Regions from separate parts of the Sus scrofa genome. Here region 1 is linked to region 2. A link is a contact called in public Hi-C data. All regions are on one chromosome and are shown on one strand. The core of a region is the stretch at or near the end of the contact, and the rest is flanking DNA. Distances in the headings are between cores, read along the strand shown.

Region 1 (4,097 bases), core at 1,467-3,966, 240 kb before region 2:
TATATATATCTATATATATATATGTGTTTTTTTTTTCTTTTTGGGGCCACACCCAGGGCACATGGAGGTTCCCAGGCTAGGGGTCGAATTGGAGCCACAGCTGCTGGGATCTGAGCTGAGTGTGATCTACACCACAGCTCACGGCAACGCTGGATCCCCAACCCACTGAGAGAGGCCAGGGATCGAACCTGCAACCTCATGGTTCCTAGTCAGATTTGTTTTTGCTGCACCACAACGGGAACTCCCTGAACATGCCTATATATAACATACCTCACAAGCCCCACATTCTTTCAGTCACTGCCCACCCAAAAGTAACCACTAACCTGATTTCTAATACTATAGATTAGTTTTGTCTGGTTTTCAACTTTGCATAAATGGACTCATACAGTATGTGCTCTTTGAGATCTGGCTTATTTTACCATGTTTGTGAGCTTCATCCATATTGTTGAGTATAATTTTTGACTGTTCATTTTAATTGCTGTATAGTATTCCACTATGTGACTATTCCCAAGTTTATTTTTTCTGTACATTTTACTGTTGATGGGATTTGGATTGTTTCCAGTTTGGAACTGCTATTAGTTGTGCTGCTAATAATGTATTTGCATGGAAGTGTGTTCATATTTCTGATGGGTATACAGCTGGAAGTGAAATTGCTGGGTTATAATGTATGCTTATGTGCAGCTCTAGTAGATACTACTGAATAGTTTTCTGCTGCCTATTTGTCTGCTCTTGTGCCATTACCAAATATTATCTCAGTTACCACAGCTTAATAGTAACTCTTAATGTTTGGTAGTATAAGTGTGCCAGATTCTGCTTCAAGATTGGTTTGGGTCTTCCGGGCCCTTTGCATTTTCATGTAAAATTTTGTAAACAGCTTGTCATAGCTTCTTAATTCTAAGGCCCCTTCAATCCATAGGCTTCGCCTCCCTTTCTTTCTTATTTTGCAATTTATTTGTTGAAGAAATAGAGTCATTTGTTGTATACTGTTACAAACATTCTAAATTTTGCTTGATTGTATACCAACAGTGTGATTTAACATATTTGTCCCCTGTATTTCCCATAAATGGTATTTACAACTAGAGACTTAATAAGATTCAGCAAACGTGCATTTGACAAGCATTAACTAACCACTGTGCTTGCTGCCAGGTGAGATACAAAAAGACATCATTCCTAATCTGTTGATGTTTACGTCTATGAAAGTTAAGATTCAAATAAGTGCCTTTAGAGAGTAGCAGCTCTGATCAGGGAATGGTTAACCCCAATGGGGTATGTGAGAAATGGCATTAAGGCGAAGTTTTATAAAGTCAATGCCTTTTCAATAGGTTTTGAAAGTTGCTAGAGCACTAACAAGCTAGTACTGCTGTAAGCATCAATTAGCTCTGACAGCTGTGGAAAATGGAATTGGTGGAAGTGGGGGGCAGAGGCGGAAATGTGGGGTAATGGCTCCCCAAAAGAAATGTCTAGGTCCTAATCCCAGGAGACTTCAAGTGTTATTATTTGTTAAAATTATCTTTGCAGAAGTAATTAAGATAAGGATGAGATGGGGTCATCCTGGATTACCTGATTGTGCTATAAATCCAATGACAAATGTCCTTGTGAGACAAAAGAAGACAAGACACACAGAGAAGAAGGCATTGTAAAGGTGGAGACAGACATTAGAGTGATACGGCCTCAAGCCAAAAAGAAGCTGAAGGAGGCAAAGCAGAGTTTCTCCCCTAAGATCTTCTGTAGGGAGTGCAGCCCTGCCAACATCCTGATTTTGGATTTCTGGCCTTCCGACTGTGAGAGAAAAAATTTCTGTTAAGTCACTAATTTTGTTGTAACTTGTTATGGCATCCACGGGAAGCCAATACAGATAGATGGGCTGGAGCTAAAATGTAACAGTGTGGAATTTTTACCTTACACGCACTAGGATTAGTTCTTCTTTGCTACCTCGGTTTTCATCCCTCCAAGATTTGCCTTTAGCTGAAACTATATGATAGAAAGGATTTCCCAGGTGTTCCCACTGTGGTGCAATGGGTTAAGGATCCTGGGTTGCTGTAGCTGTAGTGTAGGTCACAGATGCAGGTTGGACTCAATTCCGGGCCTGGGAATTTCCATATGCCATGGGTGCGGTGGGGGGAAAAAAGAAAAAAAGATCCCCGAGTACCTCTTTGATGAAGCAACCCCTTAAAGGATCCTTCTCCTGAATTCCCATTTGAAGCAATAATAGTATTCAAAGCACTGTTTTTGGCTGCAGTCTTCGTCTGCCACATCAGCAACTTAAAAGCACTTAAACCAGGAAATTGCTAACCCTAATTGAGCTCTCCTTAAAGACCCCAGTAAAAGAATGTAACAGAAAGTGAGATTTGTAACTATTAAATTGTTCTCAGATGCAAAAAGGGACTGAAATACATTGACAACAGTAGGAGTACTACATTCATGCGTGAGCGTTTGTTTTTTTTTAAATATAGTAGTAGCACAGAATGGTAGTTTCTATTCTGGATTTGTAAACCCACGAATGTCTGATTTTGCTGTAGCCTGTCCCATCTCCACTTTGCCGGTTTCCCAGATGGAAATCCAGGGTGCCGGCCTCCCTCTCAGGGACCCTCGGTCTAACTTCTCCCTCGCCCCTACCCCGCAGTCCACGCCCTTACCGAGCTCTAGAGGGAGCCCGCGGGCCGCGCGCCGCCGCGGATTGGTTTTCCGTGAGGTCGCCTAGTCGGCTGACCTTGTTCCAACACCTGTACTGCTGCTGCCGACAGCCAACGGGGGCGCCTGGGGAAACACCGCCCCTTGTGCCCTCACGGTATTCATGAGCTCCCAGTCCTCCACTAACACAGCCAGATACACATCGCTCCCCTTACGCGTGCGCCCGCCGTGACCCAGCCGGACTCTTCCCCGCCCAGGGAAGCCTGGTGGCTGGGTTGCCGCAGCACCCGGCGAGACTCCTTCCAGCCCGCTAGCTCCGGCCTTGGCCGCCCGCCGTCCCCGCCCCTGTCGGGCTCCCGGCAAAACCCGGAGAGACCGCGGTTCGGCGGCTCCCGGGAGGCGGCGCGGCGCTGCGTACTGAGCATGCGCAGTGAGCAAGGCCGGCTCCGGCGCAAGAAGGAAGCGTTCGCGGTGATCCCGGCGGCTGCGCTGGGGTATGCGGTACCGGCTAGCGTGGCTGCTGCACCCCGCGCTGCCCAGCACCTTCCGCTCCGTCCTCGGCGCACGCCTGCCGCCCCTGGAGCGCCTCTGTGGGTAAGCGGAGCGGAGCGTCCGGGCCCTCGGGGCCCGTGGGTCACGGCGGTTTGGAGCTCGGGTTGCAAAGTGGTGATTCAGCACTTAAAGCCGCCGCCGCCGCTCCTCACGCCGCCCCGTCCTGCGGGCCGGGGCCGGGACGGCCGTGTTGAGGCCGCCTGGGGCCCAGAAGGGTGGCTGGAGGGGAGAGAGCGAGGAGTCTGGCCCGAGAGGAGGGCGTCCTACGGACTGGTGAGGGCGGACGGAGGCTGTGACCCGGGGTCACGGGGCGTGTGTCACAAGTGCGGGGGGCTTGGCGCACGGGCGCCGAGTCACCCCGGCCCGCTCCCGGGAGCCGCGCTGGGCCGCGCCGCTTCGGGGCAGGGGGAGTCTGCCAGTGAGGGGCTGGGAACCCGAGGCTGACGGTCCCTTGCCGTGAGGTAAAGGAATTCGAGTCCAGGACGACCGCTTCTCACCTTCTTCCCAGCCGTGCTTTTTCCTGTGCGAACTGAGTTTCCACTATTATAAGGAAATCCCTGCATTGGGATCTGTAAAAGTTTGCCTGCCTGCACTTAGTGAGTAGCCCAGTGTTGGCTTTCCTGTAGGGAGAATTTGGGAGCCGGAAGATGCGTAGGATCCTTCACAGCAGCTCCCTTGTTTCACACCTGAGAACCGAGGCCCGGAGAGATTGTGTGATTTCCCCACAATTGCAGGTTGTGGCACGAACCGGGATGGGACGCACGTTTTTTTTGCCATCCGGTGGCGTGCTCTCTCCTCTTGGCTACTCTGTGTATACGGGAAATTTTCAGTCTTGTAGCGAACGCTGAATATACCCTTTACTGTGAAAAAACAGGAATTGGCAAAGCTGGGTAGTCTTGTCTTGCCTAACTTGG
Region 2 (3,817 bases), core at 1,146-3,645:
TGAGTGCAAAGTCACATAGCTGGTAAGCAGAAAAATAAGAACATCAAGATTTCTGCCCAAGCTTATCTCATTCAGCTGTACTATCTCTTGTAGTGGTTTTCAACCACAAAAAATATTTGAAAAGTGTCTGAAAATATACATGCTCAGGTCCCATTCTCCAGAAATTTGTAAACTAACTGGTCTTGGGCAGAGCCAGGAATCCATCCATATTTTAAAATGCTTCTCAGGTGATGCTAACATGTGGCCAGGTTGCAAAATACTGATTAGATAATCAAGATCTCTAAATGTCATCTTAAGAATCTTTCTTGGGGTATATACAAGAAGTACAGAAGATGAGGGAAGCCAGAATTACAGTCACTTGTTTCAGTATATGCTGCCAGAATTTCCAAGTTCCTGTTGAGATGTTTTAAATGCCTCACTAGTACTTCTTGGCTTTTTTCTTTCTTTCTCTCTTTCTTTTTTTTTTTTTTTTTTTTTTTTAACTTTTATGGAAATCTCCAAAGAACATATGAAAGTCAGACACAAAAGTTTACTAAAAGTCACCTACATAAAAGTGGTTTTCCCTCAGAGGAAAAAAAAAAAGTTAATTACAAAATACCCTGCACCAGAATAGGGTCTCATTTGATTGGAACTGGCAGTGGCAGAAAGGTGGACTTCTCTGGGTATATTTCAGTATCCTATGAAATTTGTGAGTATGGTAAATTATCAAACCCCTAGACAATTGGGGAAAATGACCAAAAAGTTCATGCATTTGTTCAAAAAACAAATACATATATACTGAGGACCTGCTGAGTACCAGGCTCTGATGTGGGATTCAAAATAAATAATGAGTAAGCTGCCATCTTCCAGGAGGTTGTAAACTGCTTACATGAAGGGAGTAGTCAACACAACCAACCAGACCTGAATGCTCTCATCAAACAAGGGCTGGATTAATCACTGGGCCACCCCAACTAATAAACAAGTCAGTTCCATGATTTCTATCAACTTAGACATCTCAAAATTCTAAGCTCCAAAGGAAACGTCTGTCACTTTGGAAGGAGGCCTACTCTTGGGGGATGTGTGTTCTGGGTGGGGCAGATCCAAACAGCATTTAATTGGGTATATCTCATTTAAGCGAGGCCTTTCATTTAACACCTTCCAGTTGGACCTTCCCTCAGTACAAAGAGCTGTACCTCATGCTGAACAAGGGGACAAGTGGTCTACTGAAAGGTGTAGGCAACCAAACATGCATTATTAGCCTGCAGCATTGGCTATGCTGGGAAGTTATGTCCTGGTTTAGGGGGAAATGTGGATTACCGATCCCCAAAAACTCTTGATAGAACCCACGGACTAGAATATGAACAGCAGAGGGCGGTGCAGCCGATTTCACAGAATTTTACCCCCTGGAGCCCCCAGGAGCTGGCCCCAAAATAAGATGAAACTTGCTCTGTGAACTCAACGAATAGTAAAATATGCTAAGTGTTCAGGGTTGGACTCATGGCTGTTTTCCATAACCTCTACTTTGGTCTGACCGTTAAAGTCCCTTGCGGATACTCTTGACCTTACAGCCTGGGGTGGGGATGGGATGGGGGAGTTAGGAGAAATGTAATCAGCCTATCAGGCTTTCCAAAACAATGCTTATCTTGGAATAAGTATTAAAATTGGAGGGGGATCACTCCCCAGGAAAAGAGTCTGGTTCTCCTTGCCAGTGACATCACTGACAAACACGTTACAACAAAGTTTGGGGGGAGGGGAGAAGAGTAAGAAAAAGAAACTAATTCTGTGGGTTAATACGAACCCCTCTCACTTCTCAACGGCGTTCGAACAATACTACACGGCACTCTTTAAGTTTCGCTTTAGGTCTACGCATCCAGGCCACCCGCTCTGTCCTCTCCCACGTATGGGCTCCAAACTTTCTGCCCCTCACCCGGCCCCCAGGCCGTGGAACTCCTCCCAGCACGCCGGGCTCCGCTTCCGAAGAGCCCCGAGGCTGGGCGCGGCAGGGCCGGAGCGAGAGTCCGCGGCTCGCGTCCTCCCCCAAGGTTGTCCGTACCTGTCCAGCATCTGCTGTAGGGCTTGGTCCGGCATCTTCCGCTGAGCCGGCGCACTCGCCTCCCCAGTGGGCCCGGTCAGGGCCGGGCCCAGGGACAATAGCACTGAGAGGCGGCGGAGTAGGCCTCAGTCCAGCGGCCGCCACGAACCCGCCAGCCAGCCTCCCGGGGCGGCTCCGCGAGCCCAGCGGTGGCGGTGCGCGGCCCGCGGGCGCCCGGAGGAGGCGGTGGGGAGCGAGGAGGAGGAGCCTGGGGCGGGGAGGCGGCGATCGCGGCCCGGGTTCCTGCCCGTCGGCCCGGGGTTCCGGTCCATGGACCGCGGGCGCCGAGTTGCTGCCGGCGGAGGAGCTACCTCTGTGAGGTAAGAGTCACCGCCTCCGTGCGCGCCGGGGTCACGACGCAAGGCGGCCCAGAGCAGCCTGGGAGATGTAGTCCTCGGACCGTCCCCGCTAGAGGCTGCACAGCCTGCCCAGACCACCGCCGCTGCGCCCGCCGCCGCCCGGCCGGCGCCCTCCCGTTTCCTTCCTCCAGGGGGAAAAATGTCCTGCGGGCCGCTTTCCAGGAAGCAGCAGGATGTGCCGCTCCACTGTCAGTAGCATCAAGGTCAGCCCTCCCTGCCTGTTTCTTTTCTCTCCGCTTTTGCGCTCAGGTGGGACCGAGCCAGGTGAGGGGTGGGGGCTAAAGAGCCATTTCTCAGCAGGGTCCCCAGTCCTGGCCGCGGCGTCCGGGCGGGCCGTGGCGGGGGTGGGGGTGGCAGAAGCGCCTTCTGAAGCTCTCGGCGCAGGGGCCAGCCTCTGCCGCATCTGAACCCATTTTGGGGAATTACACAACCCCCGCAAAGGGTCGGATGCTCTAGTGTTATTCCTGAGGGGTCAGGAGGACAGGGGCTGCCGTGACCAGATGGTTCCCACCCGAGTGTGTATGTTTGCCCCGGGGGATGGGGTGGGGGAGAGGGGAGAGGGGAGGTGGGATTGGGGGAAAGATTATTTTCTCCCTCTCTAGGAACCTTCTAAATGTGCCCGGGCTTTCAAGGGCTCTCCGATAGTCTCCAAATGGAACATGTTCGTGAATAAACAGCTCTTGCTTACTCAGCTGTGGGTTGTCAGGGGTGTTTGTTTCTCTCTCTGCTTCTGGTCACTGTTAACCATTTATAGGCGCCTTGACACCTCCAGGCAGGTGGATGGATGGATATGGAGGTGGGGGGGAATCAAAAGGGAAAAATCATAAATCGCTCCTTGGGTTGTTCTCTGATGTTCTAGGGACAGCTTTGGCGGGAGGAAAGGAGCTGTTGGTTAAAATGAATGCGTCTTTTGGACGACCTGTGGCGTTCTTTAGTGCAGTGATTGGTACGACGTCTGGTAGTTTTCCCTTGATTATGTCTAATTTCTGCCGCAAGAGGCTTGATTTTTTTTTTCTTCAAATCAAAATGTTTTTTAAGCTCTTTTTTTTTTAACGTAGAATTTTACAATCAGCTCTTAATTCTGTTTAAAGTTTGCGTCCTGAATATATTTGAACTAGAGTGTACATTGCCAGGAAGAAAAACAAAAATAACATGTGACTAGAAGTTTATTTGGCCTCCAATTTCTGAAAGATACTTTTATGAAAGGCTTTAGAAATTTACATGACTAATTATAATTAATGCTTCCGCCTTTTTTCTCATGAAATGAGAAGCAGGCCCTTGATAGGGGAGAGAAATAAGTAATTTAGGGTGTTTGATATTGTGAATGCCTATTTATTGCTACTCCTACTGTGTTAAGTCCCTTGCTGTGTGTTTATCTCTTAAGCAA

Evidence for each region. A called contact is a pair of places that touch in the nucleus more often than the background predicts.
Region 1: a Hi-C map of fetal skeletal muscle shows a contact between it and region 2, with 2.6 times the contacts expected there. The contact joins the promoter of IDE here to the promoter of MARCH5 in region 2. A contact is called at or near these places in 1 of 47 Hi-C or Micro-C datasets (fetal skeletal muscle) and 2 of 2 datasets of contacts at active chromatin or transcription factors (alveolar macrophages and skeletal muscle).

The regions. Positions count from the first base shown.
Region 1 is chr14:104,105,190-104,109,286 of Sscrofa11.1, reverse strand. It overlaps IDE (insulin-degrading enzyme), which reads left to right and starts at 2,716. Exons shown (of 25, transcript XM_001925381.7): 1 at 2,716-3,225. The coding sequence starts at 3,128.
Region 2 is chr14:103,869,886-103,873,702 of Sscrofa11.1, reverse strand. It overlaps MARCH5 (E3 ubiquitin-protein ligase MARCH5), which reads right to left and starts at 2,395. Exons shown (of 6, transcript XM_001927572.5): 1 at 2,033-2,395. The coding sequence starts at 2,067. CPEB3 (cytoplasmic polyadenylation element-binding protein 3) reads left to right here and starts at 2,458. Exons shown (of 12, transcript XM_021073494.1): 1 at 2,458-2,633.